Linked DNA regions of Arachis hypogaea: region 1 is linked to region 2. The links are chromatin contacts, called in public Hi-C maps. All regions are on one chromosome and are shown on one strand. The core of a region is the stretch at or near the end of the contact, and the rest is flanking DNA. Distances in the headings are between cores, read along the strand shown.

Region 1 (4,596 bases), core at 1,267-3,766, 110 kb before region 2:
TACACGATTCTTGAGATATATTTTAGGCTATTTTTATGTAAAAGATATGGCAATTATACATGATGATAGCTGGATGTTTTTTCTAATGACAATTTCAAAGGATGGGGCATATAGCTCGTTTTTAAAAGATAATATAAGAGATATCAATTCTATATAAATTGAAATTTGTGTTACATTTTGGACTCACACAGAAGAGTATTGAATGGGGTCCAAGATTTTACCCGGTCGAACTCTGAACAGAAAGCATCTTTTGTTGTACTTAGGAGTTTTATTTTTGTTTAATATAATTTAATTTGTGAGTCTAATTTGGTGATCTTTTGGATAGAATCGGTCCGATCTGAAATCATATTTTATAATTAAAATATATTTTATGATAAAATTATTAATAAAATGTTATGTTTTTATAGTTTAAAATATTTTTATATTATACAGTGTCATTTTTATTTTAAAATAATTTATTTTGATATATATATTCTATAATATATTAAACTTATTAAAAAGTAAAATTTTATTAATTTATTATATAAAATTAATAAAATTGTATATCTTAATTATACATCGATTTATTTTGAATTAATTTAGAATTGAATTTAAATTTTTAAAATAAATATTAAAATCAGATATGATCTAATTAAATCTAGCACACCATTGATCAGCATCAATCTCAACTTCTAAGGTTACTTATTGCCTTATAAGTTATAACAATTCACAATTCAATACTTGGATAAAGCTTATTTATTCACAACCGCATGTATGCTTTAGTTAATTCTTAATTGCTAGTATGGTTGGAGCTAAAAAGAGCTTGATGATGAAAGTCATCACTTGAGACTTTACTTCAAGGGTTTAATTTGGATGTGCCAATGAATGAACACATTGACATGAAAGAAGCCTTCCGCCTAATTCTATAGGTAAAAAACTAATTCGTTGTGGATTTGAACTGTATTTAAAATTAGTTACTGATTTATTGGACATTAAATTAATACATGTACAAAATTAAATTCAAATTTTTAATACTTATTTAATCAACCTAAATTGATTGCGGTGTTATATATATTAGTGACATTTCAGTAAATATTAATTATTTTTGTTTTTCACTTGAAAAAGAAAATAATTATTTTGTATGTATCTCTTGTGTTATATGTCTGTCAAAAAGATTTAATTAAAAATTTAATAAAATTATAAAAATTGGATAGTATAATTAAAATTTGATATAATAAAAGGAATGTTTTGTTAAAGAGAAAATTTTACTTTTCTCTCTTAAAAGATGTTAAAATGATATATTTTTTTCCTATTCGTAAAATGTGCATTCTCCTACGATCCCTTATAATTTTTAATAAACTTTATCTTTAATCCATTTTAAATTTTTTGTGTTAACTAACGTTAACTTCATCCATTTTTTAAGAAAAAATAAATTATTTTTTTACAAAAATACCCTTTAGAAAAAATTTTATTTTTTTGTCATTAAATTTTGTTTACCAAAATACCTTTTAATAAATTATTTTTTTGTTCATTAAATTGTATTTTTACCAAAATATTTTTAAAAGAAATTTAATAATTAAATTATTTTTTTTAAGATACCCTTTAATAATTTTTTAATTACTAAATTATGATTTTACCAAAATTTTCGTTAACAATTATTTTTATATTTTATTATTAATTTTTTGATATAAATATATATTATTTTAACATTAAATAAAAAATCTTACTACTGTTAATATGTATAAAAATTAATATATATTGATATCAAAAAATTAATAGTAAAATATAACTATAATTATTAACAAAAATTTTGGTAAAATCACAATTTAATAATTAAAAAATTATTGAAGGGTATTTTAGAAAAAAATAATTTAATTATTAATTTTTTAAAAAAATATTTTGGTAAAAGTATAATTTCATCAATAAAAAAATAATTTATTAAAAAATATTTTGGTAAGCAAAATTTAATAACAAAAAAATAAAATTTTTGTTAAAGGGTATTTTTTGTAAAAAATAATTTATTTTTTCTTAAAAAAATAGATAAAGTTAACATTAGTTAACACAAAAAATTTAAAATAGATTAAAGAAGGAGTTTTTTAAAAGTTATAAGGGTGGAGAATATACATTTTATAAAAAAAAAAAAAGTAGTGTCATTTTAGCATCTTTCAAAAGAGGAGAGTATAATTTTCTCTTAATTAAATTATAAAGCGCAAGAGACAAAGCTCAAACGGGTATACCTTAGCTTTTAGGATGGCTTTCAAGTATATTAGTGTCCTTAACTGGTATACCGATATTCAGTAAATAAGAAGCGTTGATATATTGATATAAAATTAAGAATGACTGCAATTGAAAGGAGTTATTTTGACATAACCATTTGAACGTGGAATGTACGGTGTGGGGATGACCCGTGAATCCGTTATCCAAAACAGACAACTCTTCAAGTGGTGCTACATGTCCTTGGCTTAAGTCCACAAAAAGGTTGGCTAAGCGACGAGCCTGCAACGCAATTTTTTGGATAGAGCAACGCAGTTGTTTAACAGAATGCTGGAAAAAGCCATGGGTGGATAAAGTTTAGGTTGAGTGGGTCATACTGGTGTGGGCCAGTTTTACAAGTAGTATGCGAAATTATTTTTGGGTTGCTAATTTATTTTTGTCTGGTGGAATTTGTAAGAGAATATTTTTGTTGGACATTGGAGGGAAGAAAATGTGACCTTATGAGTTAGTTGTTACACAAAAAAGAATTTAGAATTGCCTGACCCAAAAAAAAAAAAAAACGAAAACTAATGATCAAATTGTGAGAGGCGGAATGTTGTATATTGAATTTGTTGATGCTTTCCCTTGTCGACTTATAAAGCAAGAACACTGAGGCAATGTTAGATTGTTAGAACTTAGAAGCATAAGATGGAGAGTATTGGGGTTTAGCGTTTGGGAATAGCTTGCTCAATTATTGGTCGGCGTTGTAAGTGCAACCTTAAGTATTTGGTGCGAATTAATAGTACGATATGGAAATGCAGTATTAAAAAGTAGCATGGAAGGATATTTTCGGTTGAGGGAGTCAGGGACAATTGGATCTGAAATTATGAGAACTGGTTTGAATATTTTAATGAGTAATTGATGAATAATTTTGCATTGATTCATATGTTCCTTACGAAACGACTGTTGAACTGAAGTCAATTTTAAAGTCATCAAACCTTTGAATTGTGTGTGTTGTTTATAGTTTACTAAATAAACTAACTGTATTTTTTTCAAAGTTAGGAGAGAGAATCCAATCCACGACCAAGATTATGTCATTTGAGCTAACTCATTAGCAAATGAGCTAACTGTTAGGACGTTGCAGTCTTTGCATGTGAATTATGTTATTTATGCAACAAGCAGTAACTTGGAATTGGCATATAACTATAAGTAATGACCTTTGAATAAGGGAGTGAATAAAGGTTGAGAAATAAAATGCACTAAAAAAGGAAATATTCCAACAAATTGAAATTAGATTCCAACATGCGTTCGATCACGCACTGATATGTCTCTCATTTCAATCCATTTTTCCCAATCCGACTTCTGTCTCAACTCTCAACCAAATTATTATTAAATATTAATCCAGCACTACCTTCATTGTATTTTTTTAGTTATTCAACCATCAACGTCCACATCCTTCCAACTTTAATTTCTTTTAATTATTTCCTTTTTTAGTGAAGTTTAATAATTTCTTTCCATACACCTCTCTCATAATAATAAAAAAAAAAGAGAAAGTATAGGGAGCCAATTACCTAAACGTACAATGTGTACAATGAAAGTTTAGAAAGTATTAGAAATATGCTTATTAGTGTTACATTATTCTATCAAGTTACACTTTTGGGATGAGTGGTTTCAGGACATGGTATTAGAGTTCCAGATTCAGAAGGTTAAGAGTTTGAATATTGGTGAACTCAAAATTAGCTTTTTTTAGGCTATTGGCTCCCTAGCACTACTCTAAAAAAAATAGAATATTTCATCAATCTATAACACCAAAAAACTAAAATAAATACTCTAAATTCAATTTTCATTTATAGGTCCACTTCTATTTAGTATTTATTGTTAGTATCCTGTGAAGCCAACTAAAAAAAGCCCATCAGCTTCAAGCCGATTACGTCCTACTTGGTCAGTTGGTTGTAGCGGCCTGCCTCTTACGTTGAGCTTTAGTAGTTACGCACAGAGCCGCATCATATTAAAACCCGATTCCGTCATTTCACTCTATTAAACTACTATTTCACCTTAATCGATGACAATAATAAAAAAATTTCATAATCCATAAATTCAGTCTAACAAAACATAAATTCAATTACAATTTGTCTTTATTATTTTATCTTATCTTATCTTTAGTTGTTCTTATCTTATATTTATTTGTTTTTATCTTTCTTAGGTCAATTTTCTATATATTTAATTTTGGTGAGTTTTATGGTATAAAAAGAAAAAAATTTTTACAATTGGCTCATTAAAGAACTTGACAAGTGTTTAAAAAAGAACAAAATCTACACTCTTTGCAGGAGAAGTACAGGAGCCTTGCATTTTCTGCAAGTGGTTAATTCAAAATTTTGATTGACTAATTATACTAATTAAAATTAAATTTAGTAAGATAATGAT
Region 2 (4,432 bases), core at 1,663-4,162:
TTTCGATATGTCAACAAAGGGTGGTGCTGAAGTTGATATGAGTGAAGGGTTAGGTGTGGCCTTGCCTAAGAAACATGCCCTTGATATTGTTCTCAAACCTCGTCTTCCTTTGGAGCTATATGAAGGCCTTTGAATGCATGTATGGGAAGTAGAGAAATAATTCTGTATTTTAAAAATATATCTAGTATATATTTTAAGAATATTCACAATTATGTATCAAAGAAAAAGGTGACTGAACATTTACAATTGTAGTCTTGTAAGAATATAAGGGATGCAGGAGAATAATGAGGTCATTTGAGAAATAAATTGTAGTTGTATTACTCTTACTGGTATCAATAAAGGACAAAAGTATCCTGTTGCTTATTACTTTTAAAAGCTTACTGGAAAATAATTGCTTATTTTTAAAAGTTTAAATCTGAAGCTAGATGATATTTATTACCAAATTACATGCGCTTTTTAATTTGTATATTGGGACTGAAATAATGTTTTTCACCGTTATTGAGACTCTGTGTGTAATCCTTGGATATAGACAATGACAAAAGATAAATCGAAAGCTCAGATTTACAACACCACAAATCGAAGGGTTAGTTTTCTTCAAATCAAACCCTCAGATTTGAATACAACTGGAACACACTTATGAGACAATCGGATGGCCAAAAATAAATCAACGAAAGATCGAACGGTGAATGCAATGATGCCCGAAATCTGAGGCTCAAATTTCACTCTTCATCAATCTAACGGGCAGGGTTATATCAACAATGATCAATGGTAAAAGAGGACTCTACAATTTTGAGCCTCAGTATTGTGGATTTGTGGTCAGTAACCACCTGTGCCCCATGCACATGGAGTGAATGGGACTTGATAGCAATTGTACGAGAGTATCTCTTGCTTCTCTCTTCATTCATCCCTTTCAATTCCATTTGGTTCAGTTTCAGCAATCTTTCTTCATCTTTTACCTTTCATAGCTCCAAATTCATACATTTACAATAAATAAAAACCACAATACCTAAGAAAAAAAAATTAAAGAAAAAGATCGAACTTCATATTATTAACTATCTTAGCCAACCTCATTATGTAAGTATTTTTGTTAATTTTTTTAATATAAATAAAAAAATAATTATATTGTAGATTTGATGTAATTTATAGTAAATATATTATAGTTAAACATATATTGTTTGTTGATAATGGTTATATATATATATATATATATCGTCCTGAACTTTATATTATTAACTATCTTAGCCAACTTCATTATGTAAGTATTTTTGTTAATTTTTTTTAATATAAATAGAAAAATAATTATATTGTAGATTTGATGTAATTTATAGTAAATATATTGTAGTTAAACATATATTGTTTGTTGATAATAGTTAATTTAGTCTTTTATATATATATATATATATATATATATATATTATAATATTAGTTTGTTCGTTTATAATAATAATAATAATAATAATAATAATAATAATTTTGTAGGTAAAAAAAATTAGTAGAATATTAGTTATTATATGATTAGATTTGTTTTATAGGTTTATTAATTGTATTTGTTTGAGTAAAATAGTAATTAGAATTTAGTTTAGTGGGTAGTTTTATTGATGACAGTTGTTGCTGGAATTTTTGGTAGTTTTTATTTAGTGTTAGTGACATAATAATTTAATTAAGCACTATTAATAGAGTTTAATTTCTCTATAATTATATTAATTATTTTAGATTGTAGGAGAATATAAATTAGAATTCTTAAATTTATTTTATAGATTTAGTAATTGTATTTGTTAGTAGAATGGTAATTAAAATTTAGTGGAATGATTAAAATTATTGATACCACCTGATTAGATTTATTTTATAAATTTAGAAATGTTGATTAAGAAATATTAATAATTATATTAATAGAGTGTAGTTTGTGAATAATCTTATAAATTCATTTGAGTTGTATGAGAATGTAAATTAGTACTTTTAATTTAATGAATAAACTATACTTGTAACAAAATAGATAGCAATTTGAACTAATTATTGTCATAATTTAAATAATTAAGTTATTGGAGATAATTATTAATTAGTTTTTGTGTTAAAATATAAGTAATAATGGTCATTTTGTTGATAAGAAGCTTAGTGATAATGACAACTAAGTATAGAGGTTAATTTATTTTTTGTTTGGGTGTATATTTAATGTTAGTTATAAGTCTTTGTACTCATGTATGATTAACTACCAAAAGATAACTTGAGTTAATTATTCGTCTATATTTTGTAGGGCACAAAAACTTTGAGGTGTGTTCACATGAACTCATCGGGATTATACAATCCGATTGTTAAGCTTCTTGTCCAAGCCATTGGATTTTATCATGTATCCTAAGTTGGAGTGATCCAAGGTCAGTCAGCTTTGGTAACAGCTCTAGTAGAGAGATGGTATCCAGATACTCATACCTTCCATCTCCCGACGGGTGAGTGCGCCGTTACGTTGGAGAATATGGCTCTAATCCTAGGTATTCCGATAAATGGTCTACCCGTGACAGGAACAACCATAACTAGTCAGGAAGCCATGGAATCTGAATGCTTACATCAATTTGGAGTTGCACCGAGAACCAGTGATTGCAGAGGAAGTTATATCAAGATGACCTGGATTAAAAATGTGAAAGAAATATTAATTTTGAATGATCGAGTTGCCATGGAAAAGTACGTTAAATGCCATATATTGTTGTTGTTTGGGTCAATCTTGTTTGCTGATAAGTCTGGGTCAGCGGTTTACTGAAAATTTCTTCCATTGCTTCGTGACTTCTCACAGATACACGAAATTAGATGAGGATCGACATCCCTAGCACACTTGTACAGAGCATTGTGTAGAGCATCTCGATTTAACTGTAAAGAGATTGATGGTCCACTGACATTGTTGCATATTTGGGCTTGGATTCGTATGCCGGTTCTTGCCCCGATTTCTAGAACCCCGTGGTTCTTTTCACTGGCTAACCGGTAATATCAATTGTTAAATGAGATTGAATATTGTGTTACTTTCTATTGCAATATCTGGTTTGAAACTTTAGTAATAAAAAAAATGTTGACAGATGGCGTAACTGGGAGCATCATAATTGGCAATATAGATATCATACTGTTGCTTATTTTAGGGGATTGTTAGATGAAGTTCAGGAAGGTCAGGTGTATTCTCATCCATTGATATAGAAACATCTGGATATACATGTTTCTTGATGCCTTCGTATTATGTAGTGCTTAATAATATTTTTTTATCCAATCCAGTTTGTTTGGGAAGCTTACGACGTTGATCGGATAGAGGCAGATGTCATTCCAGAAGACATCTGTAGTCAATCAGAAATTTGGAGTGCAACGATACCATTGATATCGTTTGAGACTCTTGAGTGGTATGCAACCGATAGGTGTAGGAGACGATTTGGGTTCGTACAGGGTGTGCCACATCAGGAGAGGTCTCTAGATGGCCAACATGGTAAGATTTTGACCGGACCCAAAAATTTGGATTGGTCTGTCACACACAGATTTTGGATAATGCAGTAGACCAACCGATATAGTCATGTCCTAATTCATGAGCCTGTGAAATTAACCTGAATGTTCCCGGCTGCGCGTTGATTTGCATGCAATTTAGAGGTCACGGTCTCTGAAAACACATAACCAGCATTAATTCGAGCCTCCGCTTCAGCCCTTTTCCTGGTGAATAACTCATTCAGTCTGTAAAATGTTGCCTTTACAAGTGCAGTGACTGGGAGATTAAGCGCCCCCTTCAATACCGAATTAATGCACCTCCACTAAATTTGTAGTCATGTGACCCCATCGATATCCACCATCGAATGCCAAAGCATACTGTTCACGAGGAATTCTGTCCAGCCACCTTGTGTATGCTTCACCCCGCTCGCGTAAACGTTCGTAATGCAACTAGTATTCGCGCACTGTCCTAGAGTATCCTGCGACACAGAAAAAACAAGACATCCATTACAATGACGGTTACTATAACATGCAAACTATGTATTTATTTTAGTTACCTATGTTGACGATAAGCTTTTGGAGATATGGTGCCTTAAATTTTCTCAAAAAATTAGACTCTATATGCCTGATGCAGAACATGTGGAAAGCTCTCGGAGGCGACCAAGCTCCATTATTGCGTTCCACGGCCGAACTTATAGAATCGTGTCGATCAGAGATAAAGCCCACACCATCCCGTGTCACCACATGTCGTCGCAAATTACTAAGGAAAAAATACCACGCATCAGAAGTCTCACCCTCGACAATAGCAAATGCAATGGGCACTATATTGTTGTTTCCATCCTGTGAAACTACCACCAACAGACAACCCTTATATTTTCCATATAAATGAGTCCCGTCTACCTGTACAACTGGTTTGCAGTGCCTGAATGCTCTAATGCAAGGGTAATAACTCCAGAAAACCCGATGTAGCACCCGAATATTAGGA

Evidence for each region. A called contact is a pair of places that touch in the nucleus more often than the background predicts.
Region 1: a Hi-C map of an unstated tissue shows a contact between it and region 2, with 2.5 times the contacts expected there. The contact joins the enhancer-like site here to the promoter of LOC140182154 in region 2. A contact is called at or near these places in 2 of 8 Hi-C or Micro-C datasets (leaf and an unstated tissue).

Annotation. Positions count from the first base shown.
Region 1 is chr19:15,133,206-15,137,801 of arahy.Tifrunner.gnm2.J5K5, reverse strand. No RefSeq gene overlaps it. Among protein-coding and RNA genes, the nearest start is that of LOC112780026, 11 kb to the left of the region's middle. Within about 2 kb of position 2,516, at least 3 of the 3 cell types and tissues checked have open chromatin away from gene starts, as enhancers often do.
Region 2 is chr19:15,025,522-15,029,953 of arahy.Tifrunner.gnm2.J5K5, reverse strand. It overlaps LOC140182154 (serine/threonine-protein phosphatase 7 long form homolog), which reads left to right and starts at 2,912. Exons shown (of 3, transcript XM_072228280.1): 1 at 2,912-2,967; 2 at 3,060-3,150; 3 at 3,250-3,522. The coding sequence starts at 2,912. The coding sequence ends at 3,522. It overlaps LOC140182153, which reads right to left. Exons shown (of 2, transcript XM_072228279.1): 1 at 4,073-4,432; 2 at 3,549-3,672. The coding sequence ends at 3,549. It overlaps LOC112779361 (dimethylnonatriene synthase), which reads left to right. Exons shown (of 2, transcript XM_025823599.3): 2 at 1-366. The coding sequence ends at 133.